Regions from separate parts of the Muntiacus reevesi genome. Here region 2 is linked to region 1. The links are chromatin contacts, called in public Hi-C maps. All regions are on one chromosome and are shown on one strand. The core of a region is the stretch at or near the end of the contact, and the rest is flanking DNA. Distances in the headings are between cores, read along the strand shown.

Region 1 (3,194 bases), core at 469-2,968:
GAAGGTAAAGAATACACCTGCAAAGCGGGAGACCTCAATCCGGGTTGGGAAGATCCCCTGGAGGAGGGCATGGCAACCCACTCCAGTATTCTTGCCTGGAGAATCCCCATGGACAGAAAAGCCTGGTGGGCTACAGTCCACGGGGTCGCAAAGAGTCGGACAGGACTGAGCACCTTAGCTGCACAATACTGTTCTGCACTTAGCAACCACCGTACAAGAGGCACAGGCAGATGGTTAGCACTCTATGTGTATTTACTCTAACACTTATTTCACTGCAAAGCCCCTGGAAGCAGAGACTTAGGTTTTATAAACTATGCACATAGTAGGCACATGATGAATTTTTTCTTGAATGAATCGATTCAGTCATTGCCAGTTCTGCCATAGTACTCTGCAGACTACTGGCAGCTGCCCACATTTCATATGGTATGCCAATGCTAAAAAGAAAAAAAAAAAGCTAAAAAAATTCAGGCACACTCAGCTAAACTTAGCAGTCTTAAAATGGCAACTATGTCAGCTGAGGCATACTTTTTATCTTGTGCCAGTACATCTGTCTTTGATGTTTCCTTCATTTCCCTTATGCTGCTGTGCCCTTATTGAACCTGAAAGGGATAATTGAGTTCAATAAGCTACGCTATTATTTCAAAAGTCCTGCAAGTTCTTCAGACACCCACAAATGAACTCACAACCCCTATCACAATATTCCTTCCAAGAGATCCACAGACAAGGATGATTACTTATGATGCTTACTTCACAGTTAAAAGCCGAGACGGTGATGGAGTGGAAGGACTAAATCGGGGTCATTCACTAAATCGTCTGCAAAGTCAGGCACAGATCTTGCTTCCTTCTCCTGTCTTCAGCCCTTTAGAGGAAACTTTAAGAGTTACAGTGATCTCAGACATCACCTAATCGAACTCCTTTTGTTGGTAACACAAGTGTAAACTCAGGTTCAGGAAGTCTATGATCCAAGACTCAAACTGAGGCAAAAGGGGCTCTTTCCTTTATACTACGCCAGCTCTCAAGATCCAAAGTCCTAACTCACCATTTGGCGGTGGAAAAAATGGCCAGGAACTAAACTACGTACGGCAGTCCAGAACTAGGCCCCACCTCCCGGATCAGGCTGTGCGGGCCTCCTGCTAACAAAGCCTCTGGCTCCAGCTTCCGTACCCGCTCCCACCCGGTCCGGGCTGCTCCGCTCCAGCCCGCCCGCTCAGCCTCCCGCCCCATGCACCGCAGCACCGCCCGCCCGCGAAGGCCGGAGACCCGGCCCTCTTAAGTCTCACTTTCGTCTTTCGGCCACCCGCGCGCCACCGCTCAGGCGACGGCTGATGGCGTCACTTGTACTTCCGCCTGCGGCTGCGTTCTAGACACCAGCGAGGAAGGAAGAAGGGAGGTCTAAAGGGCTGTGTGTGGGGGAAATAGCGAGGAAAGAGAAGCGATCCGGGTGCTAGCGGGCGCTACGGCAGTCACCGCGGCCCTCCTCTGTCCCCGCCGTCCCCCCCATCGGAAGTCGCCCTAGGCACACTTCCCCCGACTCTCGGTAGTCGCCCCTCTGCTGGATCTCCGGGCACCCGGGTCTCCCTCTTCGCTCCCCCCACCCCCCGCCTTGCTCCCTCACGCTCCCTCCCTCTCCCTCCCTCCCATCGTCAGGCTCCCCGCCCTTAGTATCGCGAGACGAGGTGAGAGCTGGCGGAGCGGCGGCGGCGGCGGCGGCAGTAGAGGTGACCGAGGCGGTGGCGGCGGAGGCGGCACCGAGCGCTGTGTCGGCCCCGGTGCGGCCGAAGTCGCGGCAGAGCGTAGCCCCCACGCCCCTCCCCCGTCCGCGCCCTCCCTCTTTCCCCGGAGATGGAGAAGGCGACGGTTCCGGTGGCGGCGGCAGCGGCGGCGGCTGAGGGAGAAGGGAGCCCCCCGGCGGTGGCGGCTGTGGCGGGCCCCCCCGCGGCGGCGGCGGCGGCGGCGGCGGCGGCAGCAGCAGCAGCAGCGGAGGTCGGCAGCGGCATTGGCGGCGGCAGCGGGGCTCGCTCGGCCTCGTCTCCTCGTGGGATGGTGCGAGTCTGCGATCTGCTCCTGAAGAAGAAGCCGCCGCAGCAGCAGCAGCACAAGGCCAAGCGTAACCGGACTTGCCGACCCCCCAGCAGCAGCGAAAGCAGCAGCGACAGCGACAACAGCGGCGGCGGTGGAGGCGGCGGCGGCGGCGGCGGAGGTGGCGGCGGCACCAGCAGCAACAACAGCGAGGAAGAAGAGGACGACGACGACGAGGAAGAAGAGGTTTCTGAGGCAAGGGCCTGCTTTCAAAGGAAGGAGGGAGGAAGGGAGTGTTAAGGGTCGGGGCCAAAGGTGGGAGGGGACTTGCGAGGGGCCAGATTCCTGTGGGCTTGATCTGTCTTCGGGGCCAGGCTTTCCACCGCTCGCTTTCTTTCCCGGGCCGAAATCGTGAGGTGTGGACATGTGGGGGAGGGTAGCTGACACGTGGGGGTGGGAGGACCGCAGAGTCCACAGAGTTGGTGCACAGCACGTTACCCTGGCATGGTTCACACGGTTAAGGGTGGAAGGAATTGGTTAGACTCGCTGTGTGCACACCCGGCGGGGTCGGCCTCAGGCCAGTAGGGCCCTGTTACTCCTGGGGCGGGGGCGGGACCAAAGCGGGAGGGTTAACATAATAGGTAGGAGGGTCTCTTGGGGAACGATTAGGAGGTTGGTAGATTTCTCCCACTAGTGAGGTGGAGGGGAGCAGTTTGAGGGGGAGGCAAGCTTGTAATGGACTGAGAGCTGAGTATTTGTGTATGTGAGAGACACGTGAGAAGCTGTACTTTTCCATACTGTTCTGCTGCAGCCCCCCCCCCCCCCATAATCGTGGCTGCTGAAGTCACCTTCACTTCCTCGATCTCTCAAAGATTTTGGATGAACTGATCTTATATCCATTTACATTGATATATGACTCAGTGGATGAAAAATGTATTTGATCCTTACATGTACATACTCATACATTTCCAAATGCTTCCTTGATGAGGAAGAATTAAGCTAGGCCCTGTTGCTTTCCACAGAATGTGGAGCAGCCTAAGAGGCTGCTTGGGAGCCAGGCTTGGTTGTGGTGAGTTGGAATAGGAAGAAGGCCTCTTGGTCTGTCCTAGTGATCTGGTTTCATAACTGTTTATAATTTTTCCTGGGTTCACAGACAGGCGGCGTTGCAGGCCCTC
Region 2 (3,194 bases), core at 331-2,830, 170 kb after region 1:
AAATGAGACTATAATCTGTGACCCCAAAATGTAGCAGAAAAGGTGAACCTACACTCATTGAAGAAGTTCCAGCCCCGACTCCTGAATACAAATCCACAGAAGGAAGTCTTAGGAATTTGAGGAATAGGTTGAAAAATTCTTGATTTAAATTATCTGAATAGTGAATGCATAAACTTGGAGTTTTTATTTTAGCATCTTTTTCCTTTCATTAACTCTTTTTCTCCTACATATCAAAAGGTCACAGTCCTTAGGTTTAAATGACGCTATGGAAAGGCCAACTAATGTTATCAGGTCTCTGCAACGAGAGGAGTGCAGCAGCATAGAAGTTGTTCCTTTGCTCCCTCAACCATCAGGCCAAGATAATTCCATATAAAATTCTTTTCCACTTTAAACCAGTAGTCAGTACCAATAGGTTGCTTGTTTTAACTTGACAAACAGGGAGACAATGATACAGGCTTTCAACTTTTGAAAAAGAAATTCTATATGCAACATATGTTGGGATGTGTGTCTTAACATATAAAATTTCATGAATGGATTTAATCATGCAATGTGAAGGAAGATCACTTCCTGAACCCAGAGAAAATATATCTGGTACTCCTGGGTAGGTGTACAGTGAAGCAAGAACTGTAGCTCCAGTTTGACATGACCCCAGTATTGGCCCGCACCTTCGTTTTAATCAATGATTTTATTCCTCAACACAATTTGGTCTCTAGGTCTAGGGATGATTATTATGTTAGGAAATTCCATGTCATCCCATTGTGTTCCCAGCAACACAAAGCTAAAAGGTAGTCCATGTACATTTAGCCTGTTCCTTTTAACCAGAAGACACCTGATGTTCTTTCAGTTCAGGCTCCTGAAAGTTTACACAGGATGTTAAGCCCCAATAAAGAAGTCACCGAGCTGCCAGTGATAATTCCCCTTAACTCAGGAGATGGTTCTGTACTCTTAATAAACTTTACTGCTCTTTACAATGAAAGATGAAACACTAAAACTGGTTCTGAAAATGCTTATTAGGCCAGATAAGCCAATTAAATATTTATACCACAGACTAAAGTATGCTTAGTGCATAAAGACTTGATTTTAACAACACAAACTCACGCCTCTCTCCAAACTGGCATTTCAGCAACGCGTTCAAAATAGATTGAGTATTATCTATCTCAATCCCTAGCGAAAGCAATCGGGGCGCACATAAAGACGTGGAGGGCTACCTTCTGATCACAAAAAGCACCCACAAAGCTTAAACCATGACATGATTAGCTAAGTCAAAAAGAACAGAAAGGTATATGCCGAAGACCGATTTTACAGAACGAGAGCTTCCTGGAGAACGCCTCGCCAGGCTCCGGGCAGCAAGCCCCACCCCCAACACTCCAATTCCGGTCTAGCCTCAAGGAGCTCCACCGCAGCAGCGCGAAAGTTTCGTGTCTGCGCAGTAGGCTTGCTCAGTGCCGCGTGGGAAAGGTGGGCCTTTCCTGCCTCATGCGTCATCTCTAGTGCGACTCAGTACGTCACTGGCTTGACCGGGAAGGTCAATTGTGGCTACCCGCGGGCTCACGCCCACTTTACGCCGGGGTCGCGGCGCATGCGCGTAGCGGCGTCGGAGGAGTGGTGTGAGCACCGCTGGTCCCTGAGGCTGGCGTTTCGGGCACAGCTTCCGCGCAGAGATGCTGTGCCGGCTCAGCGTTAGGTGGCTGCGGCCCCGGCCTGCCCTGCGAGTCCGTGTCCTGGAGCCATCGCTCGCACGGGCCCCAGCGGGCGGCGCCAAGCGCTCCGCTCTGCCAGTGTGGGCGGTGGCATCGGTCTCCACAGCTGGCCCGAGCGGCGCGGGAGGCTGGTACGAGGCCTTGGCTACGTCGGCGCCGGTACAGGGCGCAGAGGACGTGCTGCTCTTGGCCCACACCGCCTCGGGCCTGCCCTGGTGGGGCAGCATTCTCCTCACCACCGTGGCCCTGCGCGGGGCCGTCACGCTACCCCTGGCCGCCTACCAGCACTACATCCTGGCCAAGGTGAGGGGTGCCGAGCCGCGCGTGGACCGTGCCTACCCACTTCCCGTGGTGAGGAGGGTCCGCGGCTCACCCGGGGCTTAAGGTCCCCAGTTACTTCCGGAGTACTGACCGTTAGTCATCAGCACCTTTAAGGCAGTAAGCTACTTTACAAAAAAGAATTAACACAGGCAGAAGTAAGTGCAGGTTCTTTTATGGCTCTGTAGCTACAAAGAGCATACTAAAGACTCTTAATAGACTACCGTTTCTTCAGTTTCTATTACTGGAAAACCCAGGAATTGAATCATTAAAAGTGTGGAGTGTAGGGTTTATTTAATCCTTAAAATAACCCTGTGAAGTAGGTGCTGTTATACATTTTATATAGGAGGGAACAAGACTTTAGAGGTTGAATAATTCGCCCAACATCACACTGATAAGTGTATAAGCTGAAATTTTAATTTGATTTCAGTTGAGGATATCTTAACATCTTGTGAGCAATCTTAGAGTTTCTTGACACAGCCAGTAAACCTCATTTTTTTTTTAAATGAGTTTAGGGAATAGAGAGTAAAGTTATGAATGGTTATGAATACAGATCTTTAATGTGCTCATAACAAAGTCTGCTTTTTTTTTAGCTAGGTGGAAAATTTGCAGCCAGAAATAAAAAACATTGCACGACATCTTAACCAAGAAGTTGCAGTTCGTGCACATCAGTTGGGATGGTCCAAGAGAGTTGCCAGGTAAGCTAATTCACTCCATATAAGACCATGAAAAAATAGATATGTATGTATGTGTTTATTACAGGGTGTGCTATTCTGTAGCTTTAGCAGCAAAGTCGTTCATTTTACTCTAATATTTTAAAAAGTTTTTGTGGCATGATAGGTTTATATACTGGACTGAAAGCAAAAAAAGAGAGAAAGGAGAGTTCCTTGATCTTAAAGGACTCTAGACTACTGAAAAAGACAGATGTGTAATCAAATAATGACTGGATTAAGTAACTGTAAAAAAGATGATATACAGGGAGTTAGGTCATCATGGGAAGTTAGGGAAGGCTTCACAGGATGCAGTTACTGTGCCAGTTTGTTGAGATTTTAGTCAACAAAAGATGCAGGTTATTTACAGACTTGATCTTTTGACAGCATAGAGCAGGTAGCTGCCTAAAAGAATGCAGAGACAGAAAATGTAAATGCCATGGTAAAAGCAACTGGGTAGGCTAGG

What was found. Hi-C and Micro-C count contacts between places; a contact is called where the count stands out from the background.
Region 2: a contact with region 1 is called in a Hi-C map of muscle, with 9 times the contacts expected there. The contact joins the promoter of COX18 here to the promoter of ANKRD17 in region 1. A contact is called at or near these places in 2 of 3 Hi-C or Micro-C datasets (blood and muscle).

The regions. Positions count from the first base shown.
Region 1 is chr22:27,438,527-27,441,720 of mMunRee1.1, forward strand. It overlaps ANKRD17 (ankyrin repeat domain 17), which reads left to right and starts at 1,719. Exons shown (of 33, transcript XM_065914417.1): 1 at 1,719-2,274. The coding sequence starts at 1,843. It overlaps LOC136152897 (a long non-coding RNA gene), which reads right to left and starts at 1,604. Exons shown (of 4, transcript XR_010660287.1): 1 at 1,281-1,604; 2 at 748-859.
Region 2 is chr22:27,605,448-27,608,641 of mMunRee1.1, forward strand. COX18 (cytochrome c oxidase assembly factor COX18) reads left to right here and starts at 1,581. Exons shown (of 6, transcript XM_065914446.1): 1 at 1,581-2,003; 2 at 2,616-2,716. The coding sequence starts at 1,662.